2 separate regions of the Sus scrofa genome follow, and region 1 is linked to region 2. Evidence: chromatin contacts called from public HiChIP or PLAC-seq data. All regions are on one chromosome and are shown on one strand. Each heading gives the region's core, a stretch centred on a gene start, on an enhancer-like site or on the middle of the called end of the contact. The rest is flanking DNA. Distances are from core to core; before and after follow the strand shown.

The links. HiChIP or PLAC-seq counts read pairs in DNA pulled down with a chosen protein or histone mark.
Region 1: a contact with region 2 is called in an H3K27ac HiChIP or PLAC-seq map of alveolar macrophages. The contact joins the promoter of EEA1 here to the promoter of UBE2N in region 2. A contact is called at or near these places in 2 of 5 promoter capture datasets (fetal skeletal muscle and liver), 2 of 47 Hi-C or Micro-C datasets (embryonic fibroblasts and heart right ventricle) and 2 of 2 datasets of contacts at active chromatin or transcription factors (alveolar macrophages and skeletal muscle).

The regions. Positions count from the first base shown.
Region 1 is chr5:90,129,503-90,133,226 of Sscrofa11.1, forward strand. EEA1 (early endosome antigen 1) reads left to right here and starts at 2,205. Exons shown (of 33, transcript XM_021091260.1): 1 at 2,205-2,455. The coding sequence starts at 2,432.
Region 2 is chr5:89,671,282-89,675,437 of Sscrofa11.1, forward strand. UBE2N (ubiquitin-conjugating enzyme E2 N) reads left to right here and starts at 2,025. Exons shown (of 5, transcript XM_005664262.3): 1 at 2,025-2,359. The coding sequence starts at 2,330.

The DNA of each region.
Region 1 (3,724 bases), core at 955-3,454, 460 kb after region 2:
TCAGGAAAAGCCAAATGGAAGAGATGCGTAGGTCAAGGTATGGGGAAAAGCAGAACTTCCCTGTTCTCTCCAGACGCGTCATCCTCCCATCACCTTGATATTTATCAATCTGGGAGCTCTCCAAACCTCATTATTTAGGGTTTTTATGGAGGCTCCGTTATGTAGGCATAATTGATTGTATCATTGGCTAATGGCAATTAACCCCTTCAGCTCCTCTTCCCTCCTGGAGGTGGCGGGGTGGGGGTAGGCCCCCAAACTCCAACCTTCTAATCATCCCTTGGTTTTTCTGGGGTCAGCCCCCACCCTAAAGTTTTAGGGACTCCTGGCCACTTGTCATTTCATTAGCATACAAAAAGACACTCATCACTCTGGGATTCCAAGGGTCTTAGAAGTTCTGGTATGGGGAGCCAGGGTCAAGGGTCAAACATTACAACAAAAGATGCTCTTATCACCTTATCCATCATGTTATTACTTGGGAGCAGAGACCACATATGTATTATACCACAGTTTTATCCCCCTATGTCGGTGAAAATATTTCCCATATTTTCTAAAATAAAGTGCCTGTGTCTGGAAAGATGGAAGAGTGTGCTTTGCTATGTTTGTCTGGAAGTATTTAAGTGCACTATCATCAATAGTGATTAATAATGTATTAGTTGTAGGCACGACTGTTTGCTGCACTATAGGCGCAGACACATCCACATTAAAATACAGACATGTCTGGGATAGAAACAACATATTACATGATATAATGCTTTATTTACACTTTATAAAACACTTTTACCTTAACTAATTTGAAAATATTTGCTGCATCTTTTCAAAAGACCTGGAAGTATTTTCTAATAAGCACTCCATTCATTGCTTGGTAGACTTCATTACCCCCCTCCCCCAATTCAAGCAGGGTTAGTTGCATTTTTCTCCCCTTCTTCTTCCCTATGTAAACAATGTTAAAGTCTTCTCCCCTGCTCCCCCCTCCAGGGTAAAAGCCAAATCTCTCAACTTGTGAAAGCTGAGAGCAACTTGGCAAAATGATATGATTCTGCAGCTGTGACTTTTTTTTTTTTTGTTTTGGGCAGCTGTGACTTTTGACTTCAAATAATGACATGGTGCCTGGAAGTCAGTTCTAAGTCCATTTCCCAGTCCACATCCTTGTTTTGGCACACTGTTTATCTGTGACCTCATTTTGTTTTTTTTGTAGGGCCAAACCTGCAGCATATGGAGGTTCCCAGGCTAGGGGTCGAATCAGAGCTGCAGTCCGACGATCCCAGCTGCATCTGCGACCTACACCACAGCTTAGGGCTACACCAGATCCTTAGCCCACTGAGCGAGGCCAGGGATGGAACCTGCATGCTCATGGATGCTAGTCAGATTGGTTTTTGCGGAGCCACGAAGGGAAAACGTCATTATTTTTTTCTTAATCTATGAAACAGACGCATTAATGTCGATTCACTTCATACATTCGTTATCAGAAGAGGATTTAAAATTCCTTAGGAGAATGAGCCAAGCATGGGCTTTAGTGGGTGCAACATGTTAGCGTCATCAGTCCATTAAATATTGTTGCTATAGTCCAAAGGACAACGCCAAACTTTTTTTTTTCCCTATCAATTCAAATTGCAGTTTCTTTCTATACTTTCTTCCGATTCTTTACTTTTCCTTTGGCTGAAATGAGAAGCAGGAAGGGAGGAGGGAAAGGAGCCAGGGGTTGGACCAGAGGAGGGAAGCCCAACAGACCGGTTAATCGTGTCTGAGTCTCTCCTTTGCTTGCACTCTGAGACTAAGCTTCCTGCAGAAATGGGAGTCCAGTTGAGCAACGGTCAAGGCCAGGGTCACACCGACAGATTTTACAGAGCAGTCTGAGGTGCCATAGCAGGTACCTGCCTCGAGAGCCCGCCTTCCTTCGCGGCCAAGGACCACCCCCCAAGCCCCAAGGTCCCCAAGTCCCCAGGTCCCCAAGTCCCCTCCGCGGGTGCCGGGTCTACGCGCGAGCGCCTCTGACGGAGCGCGGGTGTGCGCTCAGCGGCCGGAAGGAGCGGCAGTGCCAGCGTCCTGCCTCCTGTCCGTCACGCAATGGCCCACGCCGCCGCCCTTTCCGATTGGTCGCCGGCCCAGGCCAGGCCCCTTCCAGCCCCGCCTCCCGCGGATGGACAGGCCGAGAGGGCGGGGCGGCGCGGGCGGGTCCGCCCAGCTGTCAGTTACGGGGGCGGCCCGGCGGGCGGGCGCTCGCTGGCTATCTCGTCCCCGGCTCGCGCGCGCTCCCTCTCACCGCCTGTGGGGAAGTCGGGGCCGCCCTAGCGGCTGCCGCCACCGCCTCGCCCCGACCTCCTCCCAGGTTCCCTTCTGGCTCAGTCCCTACCGCCCGCGCACCCCCGAGTAGTGAGTGACCCCGAGGAGGGTCCGGAGAGTCACCGCGGCAGCGCCGGGGGGTGTTTAAACCATGTTAAGGAGGATTTTGCAGAGGGTAAGAGAGTGAAACCGTCTTTCCAGGAGCACGTGAGCGGGAGCCCGAGTCCGAGGCCGCGGAAGCCGCCGCCGCGCTGAGGAGCCGAGGCGGCGGCGCTGGCGTCCCTCCTCAGTGCGGGCGCCTCCCTGCTTTAGGCCCCGCAGCCCGGGCGCTGATTAGGCCTCGGTCCTCTGCTCCCGGGGCGGGCGTGGGGGCAGGGAGGGCGGGCGCGGCGGCAGGCCGGGGCCGGGCGCCCGGTCTGCCGCGGCCCCGCGCGCCCAGGCCCGGGCCCCGCTCCCGCACGGGCTGTCAGTGCGAGCGGGCGGCGGGGCGGGAGGGTGTGGTGCCGGCGCGTTCCTTCCAGATCCTGGAATGGCAGTGAACACGGAGAGTTGGTGCCGCCGGGGCCGGCCGGCCGCCCGCCGGGCTGGAGGACGCCCCGTGGGAGCCCGCGGGAGGCGAGTTCGGCGGGTCCCCCGGCCGCCCTGCCCAGCGGGCCCCCCAACTTTACGCGACCCGCAGCTGCCACGCTCGGCGTCGCGGTCTGCTCTGGGCAGCCCTGCGTGGTAACGTGGTGAAAGCTGGCCTAGCCTCGGCCCAGTCGCGGTACCGACACGTCCCTGGCAGAGTCAGCCTCGAAGGAAGATATTACTCACTGTTGCAAACTTTTCCCCTCCCCAGTTAAAAATGCGTTTCCCCCTCCCAGCCCAGTAGCTTTTTGGAGCCGTCGGAGACTAAATCCCCCGTAAGCTCTAGCCCCGGGTATGCACTTAACTCCTTTATTTTCTGCCAGTGCTATCTTTATTTACAATCTGGAAAAAAACCTTGATATATAAAGATGAGCGCATTGGCGATATGTAGATGTTGTGTTTAGGAGTCAGTTCCTGGAATAGCAATTGAGATCTTTTCTATAAGATTTACTGTACTCAAGTTTTTGTTTTGGACAACTTCTATATTTCTTTTTGGGACCGATAGGGTGCAAAATGTAAATGATTGAAAAGCTGGTGCCAGATTCGTTAGTTGGTTATTGAGGGAGTAGGATAACTAGTTCAAAGGACAAAAGGAATTAGTGAACTTGTAGTATTCAGTCAAGGAATGTACCAAAGAGAGTTGAGTCATTCACTGCTTAGAAAGGGAGTGAGTGTCCTTGCGGCTGCATAGCTTTGTGAAGTATTCCAGTCATGTGAAACTTGGTCATATATCAGGGCGAGAAATAGCTAACTTTTGCATCTGCCACCCTGTATTGACGTTGGATGTTTTGCAGTGTTTTGCCAGAGTTTTTCGAAA
Region 2 (4,156 bases), core at 775-3,274:
TTACTGGATTAATACCCTTCTAACCTCATATTCACTCTGCCTTTTCTTCCTATCAGGGTAAGTTCTGGGGCCTCTGTGAAATATTCTGAAAGTATCCTTGTCCAATGTCATATACTTTCCCAGATTTTTCTAATTACAATACTACTCATTTTAGACTTCTGGTTATTTGAAGTTATCATTATCGCCTCTGAAGCTTGGCGTCTCATCTAAAAAGCAATGCTAATAAGAGAGCCTAGGAGTTCCTGCTGTGGTGCAGCATAAATGAACCTGACTAGTATCCATGAGGATGTGGGTTCCACTCCTGGTCTCGCCAAGTGGCTCGGCTATCTGGCTTTGCTGTGAGCTGTGGTGTAGGTCACAGGCATGGCTCACTTCCTGCTCTGCTGTGGTGCAGGCTGGCTGCTCTAGCTCCGATGGGACCCCTAGCCTGGGAACTTCCATATGCGGCCCTAAAAAGAAAAAAAAAAAAAAAAGAGAGAGATCCTACCTTATATACTGTATCATTAAATGAAGTAATCCGTGAAATTATTTAGCATTGTGCTAATGATAGTGTTTTCTCTTATCAAATTTTTTAAGGTTTCTTGCATTCATATTCCTCATTTTTTTTTGTCTTTTTGTCTTTTCTACAGCCGCACTCACAGCACATGGAAATTCCCAGGCTAGGGGGCTAATCAGAGCTGTAGCTACCAGCCTACACCACAGCCACAGCAACATGGGATCCAAGCCATGTCTGAGAGCTACACCACAGCTCATGGCAATGCTGGATCCTCAACCCACTGAGTGAGGCCAGGGATCAAACCCACAACCTCATGGTTCCTAGTCTGATTCATTAACCACTGAGCCACGATGGGAATTCCCCCATTTCTTTAATGCATTTTTTTTTTTCCCCGTTATAGCTCAATGCCATTTCACAGGCTTTTTTCTAGGCCTGGCATGCTCTTCCCTACCAGGTCAGTTAGATTCTTACTCATCCTTTAGGATGCCACTTCTTCGAGAAGCCTTCTCTGAATTCTTAAGCAATTAATGCCTGAGTGTTCAAATAGCACCTTGGAGGAACCTCTATTATGGCCCTTAACACATTGGATTGTAATTCCTGTTAACTTTCCTCTCTTCTCTGCTGGACTCTGAGTTCCTGGAAGGAGGGTCGGCCTCTCTGTATTCTCATCCATTAACATAGCACCTGGCACACCTTTATTCACCACTATCTACTGTCTGTACTCCTGTGCTAGGAAACGTCGTGGCTAAGTAGTTAATGGGTGCATGTTTTGGCAGATCTGCCTGGAAAGAAAACAGCTCACTTCCCGCACAACCTTGGAAAAAGTGACCGTCTCCATTTGTAAAGTGGAGGAAAAACCTTGAGGTTGCTATGACGATAGAGTAAAATAATACCCTCCAAAGCCCATCGCAAAACAACCAATCAATCATTAGGATGCTATGAAATGCTTTCCCAATATTCCCATTTTGGGGCACCCTCACTCTAATCCTCCTTTGGTCCCCCCCGCCCCTGCGCTCTAAAGGTAATCCCTCTTTTAGGGATTACACTAGGTTCTCTAATCCTCTTCTTGGTCATTCCTCTACCTAGCCACACTGCAACTCAACCATGAGGTCCTGGCGTTCAGAATCCATTCTTATGCCCTGCCCTCAACCTTCTCCGAGCCCCTTTCTTTTAGCTTTCCCAGGTCTGAGGAATGTGCCAGAGAGCCTCGATTTATGCAAAAGTTAAACAACAGAATTCTGACTGTGTTTTTCTGGTTAACTATTGAGACCCACAGTTGGGAAATTTGCAGCCGAATTTCGGTCTTCTCTCTTTGAGGAAGGAACCCGCGGATCAACTTGACCTCTGATTCTTGGCAGCAGCAGCCCCGACTGCGCAGTAACGTTGAATGAACGAACGAATGAATGGATGAATGGGCTACGTCTGCGCAGAGCCTCTGTTACGTCGCCCACTGGTGCGGGCGTGGCCGCGGATAAGAGGCCTGCTGGGCGCCGGCCACCCAGTCCCAGTCGCACGCGGCAGCATCGGCCACGAGCGCCAGAGCTCCGCACCGCCCGCGCCGCCTCCCCCACGTCCCTGCCCCTACGCGGCGCGTCACTTCCGCCACCCCCAGGCCGGGGCTGGGGCGGGGAACGCGGGGGAGGGGGCCGGAGCCGAGGGAAGCCCGCCCGCGCCCGCGCCCGAGCAGGGACTACATTTCCCGAGGGGCCTCGGCGGCGGCGGCGGCGGCGGGCGCGGCAACGTCCCCCGGAAGTGGAGCCCGGGACTTCCACTCGTGCGTGAGGCGAGCGGAGCCGGAGACAAGACCAGAGGCCGTACTCGGGATTTGACAAGATGGCCGGGCTGCCCCGCAGGATTATCAAGGTAACCGCCCGGGCTGGCCTCCGGCTGCCTGCTTTGCTCTTGTGCGCTCAGCGGACAGGACAGCATCGCCCCTCGCTCCCTCTGGCCTGCAGTCCGCGCTGGAAGGCCCGAGGCAGAGCGGAGAGGGTCCGGCCGCAGCGGCGAGGGAAGTCGGGCGCTGGGGAGGGGGCGCCGGGGAGACTTCCGGCCGCAGTGGGGCACTCCGGCGGCGGGGATCGGGGGCTGCTAGGCGGCCGTCGGCCGAGCGGGGCAGGCCTGGCCTGCGCCCTGGCGGAGGGTGGGGCCGCGGGGTTGCGGTGTTCTGGGCTCGCGCCGCCGCGGGCCTCCGCGATCTCTCAGACCACCCGAGAGCGAAGACCGCGGGCGCGCGGGAATCGCGGCGGGGCGACTCTGGGTGGGGGTTGTGGCTGGACTCGGCCTCGTATCCCCGTCTCGGCCCGGGCGGGAGGGCGGGGTGCGGCAGCCCCAGGTTCAGAATGAATGAACCGGGAGGGTGAGGCCGGGCGGGGCCCTGTTCCCCGGGAGGCGGCTCCGGGAGGGCCGCGCGTCCTGCGGCCGCCGGCACATGCTCGCCCCCGGCCGCCGGGGTCAGGGGACCTGGGGGATCCGCGCCCTGCCGCCTTCGCTTCCGCGAGCTTCTCTTCTTTAAATGCATTTCCGTTCGTTATCTCCGCGAAGTGATTTTACTCTGGTTGGCAAACTCTTTCGGAGCGTTTTCTTTTCAGAGGAAATAGTTTAACACAAGAGCAGGCCGGGGTTGGGGGGTGGATTGCGGCACAGGTATGGGGGCCCTCTTGAAATTTTTTACCTCTCGATTTTGTACGCTTTATTAAACCGTTCTTCGGCTGTTCCTGAATATATACTTTGACAAGTACGAGTGGAACCATGAGAAATTCGATATCTTGCTTTTGTAAATTGTTTAACAAATTCTTTTTCATCAAGTCCTCAGATGCGAAATGTTACTTGCAATCCACAAAGCCAAAAAAAAAAAACAACAAAAAACAAAACACCTTGAGATTTTCGGTTAGTGTTAGTGAAGGAAATTAGTTGAACTTCTGTATTGCTTAATATGCGAGTTAAAGTTCCTAAATTGCAGCATCATTTTGCTTGCCATAACCTGGTAAGCGTGTATTTAATCTAGTTTATCCTTGACGTTTAGGGGGGAGATGCATGCTAAGTGATTGACCTGTTGAAGGATGTGTAGTGCTTCGTGCAGTTGCAGTGAGTTATATTTGAGAAGCGGGTGTCTCTGACGCAAAATTGCTTGATAAGACGTGTTTTGTAAGGTAGAAAGTCTCACAGATTACAGAAGTAGAACAGTCATTGTGTGCTGGAGTCTAACGATGTGCAGTGTTGTATAAAACCTTCATTTGTTGTATTAAAAGGTTTGTATTAGACTCTGTCCAAGACAGTTTAATGGGTGTGTGTATTGGAGGGTCCTTACAATGTGGTTTCAGTTGTAATGCAATCGCATGGCCCCAGTGATCCTGTTTATGGAGGCCCCCGCGGAAAATGAGGGGTGGAGGATGGAGCTGTGTACCAAATATCCTTGGATTTTTACTTACTGTTCTTTAGGTCATCAACTAAGTACACAGTACACATTAACATTCAAGGTAATTCCCCTAAGTGTGCAGTGAACTAAAGGCTTTATGTATACTTTTCCATTTTTGCTTAATGCTGGAGATAGTCTACAATTATTTGAAAACCTTGGATGGAAAACTAAATTCTGTGTGACCTTGTGTATAAACTTACAGTTATGTATAAAGCAGTAAATTGAAGACCTCATCATTCAGTTCA